Regions from separate parts of the Mus musculus genome. Here regions 2 and 3 are each linked to region 1. Evidence: chromatin contacts called from public Hi-C data. All regions are on one chromosome and are shown on one strand. The core of a region is the stretch at or near the end of the contact, and the rest is flanking DNA. Distances in the headings are between cores, read along the strand shown. Region 1 overlaps Gm15518 (a long non-coding RNA gene). Region 2 has its middle 16 kb from the start of Gm31494. Region 3 overlaps Cd47 (CD47 antigen (Rh-related antigen, integrin-associated signal transducer)).

Evidence for each region. A called contact is a pair of places that touch in the nucleus more often than the background predicts.
Region 2: a Hi-C map of the G1E-ER4 cell line shows a contact between it and region 1, with 2.7 times the contacts expected there. The contact joins two enhancer-like sites. A contact is called at or near these places in 1 of 15 datasets of contacts at CTCF or cohesin (pro-B cells) and 4 of 484 Hi-C or Micro-C datasets (B cells, the G1E-ER4 cell line, bone marrow-derived macrophages and 1 more).
Region 3: a contact with region 1 is called in a Hi-C map of CD8 T cells, with 5 times the contacts expected there. The contact joins two enhancer-like sites. A contact is called at or near these places in 1 of 15 datasets of contacts at CTCF or cohesin (large pre-B cells), 39 of 484 Hi-C or Micro-C datasets (B cells, CD4 T cells, CD8 T cells and 21 more), 7 of 115 datasets of contacts at active chromatin or transcription factors (CD8 T cells, the HPC-7 cell line, the SCID.adh cell line and 3 more) and 1 of 9 other capture datasets (embryonic stem cells).

Annotation. Positions count from the first base shown.
Region 1 is chr16:49,765,119-49,767,818 of GRCm38.p6, reverse strand. Gm15518 (a long non-coding RNA gene) reads left to right here. Exons shown (of 5, transcript XR_003951928.1): 4 at 1-2,700. It overlaps Ift57 (intraflagellar transport 57), which reads right to left. Exons shown (of 11, transcript NM_028680.3): 11 at 2,693-2,700. Among named protein-coding and RNA genes, the nearest start is that of Gm15518, 9.4 kb to the left of the region's middle. Within about 2 kb of position 1,323, at least 42 of the 459 cell types and tissues checked have an H3K27ac peak or open chromatin away from gene starts, as enhancers often do. A contact at or near this core is called in B cells, CD8 T cells, the G1E-ER4 cell line and 2 more, where this site is marked.
Region 2 is chr16:49,659,704-49,662,403 of GRCm38.p6, reverse strand. No RefSeq gene overlaps it. Among named protein-coding and RNA genes, the nearest start is that of Gm31494, 16 kb to the right of the region's middle. Within about 2 kb of position 1,368, at least 3 of the 459 cell types and tissues checked have an H3K27ac peak or open chromatin away from gene starts, as enhancers often do. A contact at or near this core is called in the G1E-ER4 cell line, where this site is marked.
Region 3 is chr16:49,886,990-49,889,689 of GRCm38.p6, reverse strand. All of the region lies in intron 3 of Cd47 (CD47 antigen (Rh-related antigen, integrin-associated signal transducer)), which reads right to left. Among named protein-coding and RNA genes, the nearest start is that of Cd47, 33 kb to the right of the region's middle. Within about 2 kb of position 1,394, at least 80 of the 459 cell types and tissues checked have an H3K27ac peak or open chromatin away from gene starts, as enhancers often do. A contact at or near this core is called in B cells, CD8 T cells, Th2 cells and 1 more, where this site is marked.

The sequences.
Region 1 (2,700 bases), core at 74-2,573:
TAAGAACAGCGTCTGGCCCAATTTTAGGATGGCCAGTGGATCATCTGGAAGCCTACATCTTCATACTGTGTTGTGTTCAGGGAGCACAGAGTGCCTGCTCATCATCCATGCTGGGAGCTCTGAGCCAAATCCACAGGCGTCTCGTGTTCTCACACAGGCTCTCTTGAAACCCGTGAAGGGATGGGGCATAGCACCAGATGACATAGGGTTCTCATACCTATTTGCATGGGCATGTTCTCTGTGAACCCTTCCAACAGAGGTTCTGATACTCTTAAAAAACAAACCACAAAAGTAAAAACCTAAGCACTGCTTGCAAATTTAAGGGAAAGGGAAAGGGGGAGGTGGAGAAACCTTGTTTGGATTGATTGAGAATTTGTTCAATTTGATCAGTGAATACAATTATAACTTTGTTTTATCGGTGAACTACAGCATCTCAACGGAAGATCATATTGTTCTAATAAATGAATGGTATATTCGGGGGAGAGGCTGCCCAGTTGCATGTCACCTGTATGAACTATTACTTTAGACTTACAGGAGAGCTGCAACAGTTCAACAGATTTCTACATATCTGTTTCCCAGATTCTCAATATGGTAACAATTTATCATAATTTCTATTGTTTTTTTTTTTAGTGAAAGCTTTTAATGACTAGTTAACAATATTATGTCATGGTGATTCTTTTAAATTTAGCATAATCTTAGGCACCTGCTTGGTAGAGACTTGAGAAATAGCATCCAAAAACCATACTGCCTGTTAGGTTTTTAAATTAACATGCTAGTTGTACATAGTAATGGAACATGTTGTATGTGGGCCAGAATCCAATCAAGGTAATCAGGATTGAACTATTATGTCATGACTTATCACTTTCATCTTTCTATATACAACTCTAGCTCCCCCTCCCCCCAATACACACATAGTCGTCTCCTGAACCATTTACACTGCTGGCATGATGCCCTTTTATGGCTAAATCATTATGTGTACTATTTTACATAAATTCTTTTCAATTACCACGGCTCAAAACCAACTTAAGAAATTAAGATGCAATTTTCTAAAGTATAGACCTTACCCAACCTTTTCCTTTTGTGCTAAAATGTACTTTGTAGCACCAGTCTACATCTCCTTACTGATCCAGGGTCCAATCTAGAGCAGTGCTGTGTTCAGGTGTCATGCTTCTGCTCTCCCCTATAGTCAGGGACAATTCCTTGGTCCTTGTACCTCATCTAGTCACTTTTGAAGCACACAGGCTGTTTGTACAAGCCTCTCAACTGGGACGTGGCTGTCATTTTGTTATTATATTCAGGCTATGCATCTCCAGTATGACCAACAACTGTGTGCCCTCTTCAGGTGGTAAACGGTAGTTGTCCAAGACTGGTGATGTTAACTTTGATCAACTTAATGTAAGTGGTATGTACCGGATTTTCCAGTGTATATTGACAGTTTTCTCTCTTTGTGGGTTACTTTTTCTACAATGAAACCATGCAGTCACCCCATTTCTCATCGAGCTTCCCCCTAGTCGTTTCGGCATTCACTGATGATTCTCCCTCCAATTAGCTAGCATGGTACCTGCAGCTGGTGTTTTTCTAAGTGCAGCATCCACGTTGTCACACATCAGACATCCTATTGTAAGGAGTCGTATCTATATGGGCCTGTGGTTATACAGTTCATTATTATGATGCTCAACTTGTCTCTGTATCTGGCTGTTCATTGGATATTTCCCCAACATACTTTGAGTACTTTATGGCAGAGCCAGACATTTTTGGTACATATATACTTTCCTTCCCAGTTTAGGAATCAGTTCTCTAAAAGGAATGCGTTGGTTTCATTTGTTTAAAAAAATTCTAAGAAGATAATTTAGATATCAATGTTTGAATTCTAGGCATTGCACAGACTTGTAGTTGGGTAGTCCCTGCCTCTAGACCAGTGGTTCTCCACCTTCCCAATGCTGTGATCCTTTAGTACAGTCCCTCATGTTGTAGTAACCCCCAACTGTAAGATTATTTTCATTGCTACTTTGTAACTATAATTTTGCTATTGTTACAGACTGTAAGTATCTGTTGTTTTCCAATGGTCTTAGGTGACCTTCAAATGGGGGCCTGACTCACAGGTTGAGAACCAATGCTCTAGACCCTTGCAGAGCATATAATTAGGGAATGGGGAAGGGGGGTGGTTCTGTAGGTAAACGGCTTGCCGTGCAGTAGGAAGATCCCCAGCACCCACTACAAAGCCTGCTGTGGTCAAATGTGCTTGCGAACCCAGCACTGGGAGATAGAGGAGGAGGGAGGGAGATCCCTAGAACTCGCTGGTCAATGAAGCTATTGGTGACATCCATGTGAGAAACCTTATCTCAAAAATGACACATGTTGACCTCTGGCATCCACAGCTACAACAGAACCTAGGCAAAGAAGTTGTTTCACATTTTCTATTTGGCTATTGCACTGAGCACAGCAGAGGAGCTCCATATTGCCTATCATCCCACTGTGGATTACTCCCTTTTATAGATTAAATGAACTGTCTTACTTGCCATTGTATTGACTGCCATTGTCTTGGGTGGTAGTTTATGATAGAAATCAACTTTTCTCTTATCTAAACTAATTGGGAGTTTTAGTGAACACCAAAGGTGTCTGTGTATAAATGTGTTATATATCTAGAAAGTAAGAGCCAAGAAAAAGAAAAATTTAGGGAAGAAAGGTACTAGGATTTAA
Region 2 (2,700 bases), core at 119-2,618, 110 kb after region 1:
AGTTTCTGAATAAAGGATGGCCTGCTACAAGGAGACTCGCCTTGTCCTTGTTAGAGCGAGTCTGGGAATTCTTCAGAGTTCTCCGGGGAACTCCTCTCCTTCAGCCCTTAACAAGCCTGTCAGTACCACTCAGCTAGCTTGTGCTCTGATTTCCCTAATTGTCATCCTAAAATCCTAAACCCTGGGGCTTTGGGTGATGTAGACAGTAAATGCTTTATGAGGTAAAGCCCTTGGATCCTTCAGAGCATGCATGCTTCCCTTAATGAAAAGCAGCAACTTTCAAGGTCAAAATTGTAGTTCAAGAGGCAGCGTTGAATGATCTTATTAGGCAGAGGTTCAGAATGTCCTCAGAGCCATAGCTCTCAGGGACAGCCATTTCCGTCACTTCTCCCAAAACAGGACCTTAGGGTTTCCTACTGGTTATCAATGTTGAAACTGCCCTGTAGTCTTATTTACCTTCCTCCCATAGTGAGATCATGGATGCCATTTTGCAGTAACTATTAAGTCCTGCTTTCCTTGTCTGCCTAGATATAATTAATTTTTAAGTGCTCAAGTTGCCCCACTGCCGTAAAGGATGAGCATTGTCTCATATAACACGAAGGACGGAGAACTCAACCCTCTGATCACAAGAATCTTGGATCCAAACCTCTTGTTACCTGCTCCCTGTGATTGCTCCGGAGAGCCATGGCGTTAGGTTGTATTTTCAAGGATGACGTCATGAGGACAGAGATGGAAATAGCGTTTGTTGTATTGTTGGTGATACTTTTGATGCTTACGAGGGAAAGTGAGCACTACACTGTTTTACTGTACTGTGTTGTGTTAAGTCATTGGCTTGGGATTGTTCAGGTAAGGCTGTCTTCACTCAAACACCAATGGATCACAAAGGCACAGAGCAAAGCTTGTTAACAGACCACACTGATGTTTTTTTTTTTTTTTTTTATCAAAGAGAGACCTGAAAAACAACATTTGAATGTTTATGTTGCCAATCTATGGGCATTGTTTAACATTGTGGGCTTTCTATACCTAGAACTGCTTCCCACCCAATTGAATGGTATTTATTTAACTTCATACAGCAAAATTCTTCTTCTTTTTTAAACTATTTTTTCTAAATTTTAAGTGCATTGGTGTTTTGCCTGCCTTTATGTCTGTGTGAGGGTGTTGGATCCTCTAGAAATGGAGTTACACAGTTGTAAGCTGCCATGTGGGTGCTGGGAATTGACCCAGGTCCTTTGGAAGAGCAGCCAGTGCTCCTAACGGCTGGGCCCCACTTCTCTAGCCCCTAGCAAAGTTCTTCTTAATGATGCAAAAAAAAAAAAAAAAAAGGAGATAAAAACTGGTCAGGCCCAGGGACCCCAGTGTGGCAGTTCTTAGAATATCCTTTGTGGACAACAGGAGTGCTAGAGGAGAGTTCTGGTTGCTGGTTCTTTGTTATCTCTTTGGCCTGGAAGCAATGTCTGAGTAGGTAACTAAGACTAAGAGGAGGCCCCTGGAAACCTCAATGGCTGTGCCAACTGGACTAACCAGCAGCCCTCTCCTGTCTTAGTCTCCCTTTATATTGCTGTGATAAGACATCATGACCAACCTGGGGCCATTGAACTACATCAAGTCCAGCAACCTAATTCCGAGTTAAAGAATACTCAAAAGCAGAGACAGGTTCTGTTCTTTTTTTTTTTTTTTTTTTTTTTTTTAGGGATTTTCTTCATTTACATTTCCAATGCTATCCCAAAAGTCCCCCGTGGGCCCCCCCCCCACTCCCCTACCCACCCACTCCCACTTCTTGGCCCTGGCGTTCCCCTGTACTGAGGCATATAAAGTTTGCAAGACCAATGGGCCTCTCTTTCCACTGATGGCCGACTAGGCCATCTTCTGATATATATGCAGCTAGAGACACGAGCTCCGGGGGGTACTGGTTAGTTCATATTGTTGTTCCACATATAGGGTTGCAGATCCCTTTAGCTCCTTTGGGTACTTTCTCTAGATCCTCCATTGGGGGCCCTGTGTCCCATCCAATAGCTCACTGCCCTGCTCAGGTTTTGTTCTTAAAGACACCCCAGCTTTCTTGCAGTACCCACTTCCCCTTTCTTTAGAATATCTCTAGATATAGATTACTCTTTTCCTCCCTCTAGTGATAACACACCTTCATCTTCCATCTTCCACGTTACATGTTCCATCAGCACATGTTTCTGTTACCCACTATCTTCTTTCTCTCTCTTCCTCCAGAGAACCTGAGTTGGACATATTCGGGGGGTTCATTCTATTAGCCATATCATCTATTTTACATGTGTACATCCATCTTCCTGGGTATGCATTGGAAGTCTCTTCAAAATGTACTTCAAGAATACACAGAATGAAAATAAGATGAATAAGCCTTTCCAAGTTCTTATTCTGAATTTGACACACTGGATTCTTATTTCACGCACATTCCTTATGATTGCATGTTAAATCTGTTGGTTCTAGTTCTATCTGTACAATAGATGGCCAGCTTGCTTTTCAGAATCTCTGTTGCCTTTCATTCAGACTGATAATTGTAATGCCTGGTTTTAGTTCATAGCATGTTTTCACTATCAGTTTTTTTTTTTTATTTGTATCTCGATGTGTGTTTGTGTGTATGTTCAACGTCACTGGAAGTTTACTTTTATAATTTTTAGACTTGAAGCTAGATGTCAGTTCTTCTGAGAGAATTGATGCTTGTTTTGTCAG
Region 3 (2,700 bases), core at 145-2,644, 120 kb before region 1:
CATATGATAACTTTTAAAATCAAAGTACAATTTCATTATTTAAACACACACACAAAGATGAAGGCCTTGTGGAACTGGTGCTGGAGAAAAATGGACTGCCATGCATAAAGTGTTTATTTGCTGGAAGTGAGTAAGATAACTGTAATAAATTCCACATCCTAGCCAACTTCTCTGATGAAATAAGTTTATCAGGCTGAACACTACAAAAGATCATATTCCTTGTCCACAGGCCTAGAAAAAAAAACAGCCTTTTTTTTTTTTTATGGCAAATATATGAGCACAACAGAAGGGAATGTCCAGCAGACATCTCCCAAAGACAAATTATTCTGGTCTAATGAAAGTTTTCAGAATTTCAGAGGATATTCATGAGTAGTGCTGTCAGATTTTGAAAGTGTAAAGGAATTGGTGACTCTATTTATGTAAGAGTAGAATGCTGTGCTACAGTTTGGCCCAATTCTTCCTACAATGAAGTCAGTGAGTAACGACATGGCTTAGTGATCGTATGAGCACTCCAGGGAAGAGCCAAGCTTAACACTGTTGAATAAAATTCACATTAAACTTAGCATAAATTCACATTACCATTAGGGGTCACCAACCAGGTCACAGACTGACTTTCTGTAATAATATTTGTCAGAATACTTTTGTTCTCTGGTTTGGATAGAAATCGCCACTGCAATGTAGTGTTTGCCCTCATTTCTCCCGAATTATTTTTCCTGTTCAGTAAGAAAAACCCCTAAAAACATCACTTGGTTTACAAGTGCTTTCAAAGAAAGGTCTTGTTACTTTCAATAATCTAGGCTTTGAGGACTTACATGAGTCCTCAAGGCTCTTATGATGGAAAATTGATTTTCTCAAATTTCCCAACAATGATCATAGTGACATTTTCCCAAATAGCACCAAGAGATAACCAAATTCCTCGTGGGGCAATTTTGAGTGGGCACAAGAAGAAAAAGTAAATGAATGGTGTCTAGAATACACAGAAGTAAATCCCAGTAGCTCTCATGTTACACTCTTCTGGCATGCATGGGTCCCATGGTTAACTTGTGTAACTCTAGTCCTTCAAATACAGTTTGAAGTTTCATTACCAAAGTGCAACCAGAGAGTAGTCATGAAGTATGCTCCATGAGACGTCTTTAATACACAACTCACAATATGAAATAAATAGAAGAAGTGTCATCATGTCACAACTACTGAAGACCAGCCACTGCATGGTTATGCTAAGTTTGGGCAGACAGCCAAGCGCCTGGTTATGATATCTCCCCTCGTCTCCCAGTGATCAGCCCACAGGCACTCAATGTATCATCAAAAAAGGAAACTGGGCAAGAGGGGTGAACGAGCCAGGAAATGACAAGTGTGAGCACTGCGTGTGACATTGCAATAGACCATAAGCAGAGTTACAGGAGAGCTGCTATGGGGATGCTGACACTGCCACCACGGAGCACCACTCCAGATGCAGCCTGGGCAGCTCGAGGATGGTGAACTCACTAACACGAGTGAAGTTAAGGATCATGTGACAATGGGAATGTCCCTGAGGATGTGACTCTGGAAAACAAATGGCAAAACAAACAAAAAAACAAACAATAGCAAACTCCAACAACAAAAACATCAAATAAAAAAAACCACATCACAGAATTCTGAACCCTGAAACAGAGTATAAAGCTGCCAGCTGCAGGCTAATAGGAACTAAGAAGGGAGCCTGACAGTTTACCAGGGGATGTCTGCTCTGTTTCCAAAGCCACAGAGCAAGACAAAAAGCATCAAGCTATATTTAACATGACATTTAAAATACTGACGTTTTAGCAGTCTGATCTGCCATGTAATACTTTCAACATTAGTATTATTTTTGTTTTCTAATACAGCTATAGTAGGGAAGTTTTAATATTTTCAAAGGTTTGGGTTTTTTGTTTGTTTGGTTTGTTTGGTTTTTGGTTTTTGGGGTTTTTTTGTTTGTTTGTTTTTTTGTTTTTTTTTTCTGTATTTTTAATTTTTGTACAGGCTCTTACTATGTCGCTCTGGTGTTTGTTCTGTAATGCTAAGATCACAGGACCATACCACCAATGCGGCTTTTTTTGATAACATGTTTTGAAGGCCACTGTATGATGGTAATTTTCCTATCTATTATCAAGACTGTTTGCAGAGCTCGGCTTTCACAGTCAGGTTCATGGCCATGCTGCTGAGTGCATACTAAAGATCATCTATCAATATAGGACAAGGGTTAAAAGAAAAGAAAACAAAGAATGGACAGCCAGTGTTTTATGTAGAGCTGGGCCTTAAGCCTGAAAGAGCTACAGTACAATGCAGTACTTGAAAGCACCTATCAGCTATCAAAATGTAGGAAAGAACTTATATTGTCACAGTATAGATGAAGAACCCCCCAAATCAGCCAGGAGCCAATAGCATGACTAACTCTTGAGTTGATCCAAGATAATTGGTCTATCTTCAGGTTTCTATTGCTGTGATAAACACCATGGCCAAAAGCAGCTTACAGAGCAAAGGGTTTATTTCAGCTTAGAGCTCTCAGGTCAGACTCCATCACTGAGGAAAGGCTACAAGTGTCCTGAGCCGTGCTTCAAGACACAGCTTTCTGTAAACCAACTGTCCTCAAAGGTGTAGGCTTCTTCTTGCAGCATGGTCACAGATTCACATGCACAGCCAGAGAGATCACCGAGAGAAATGTCCTGTGGTCCAGTACAGACCAGA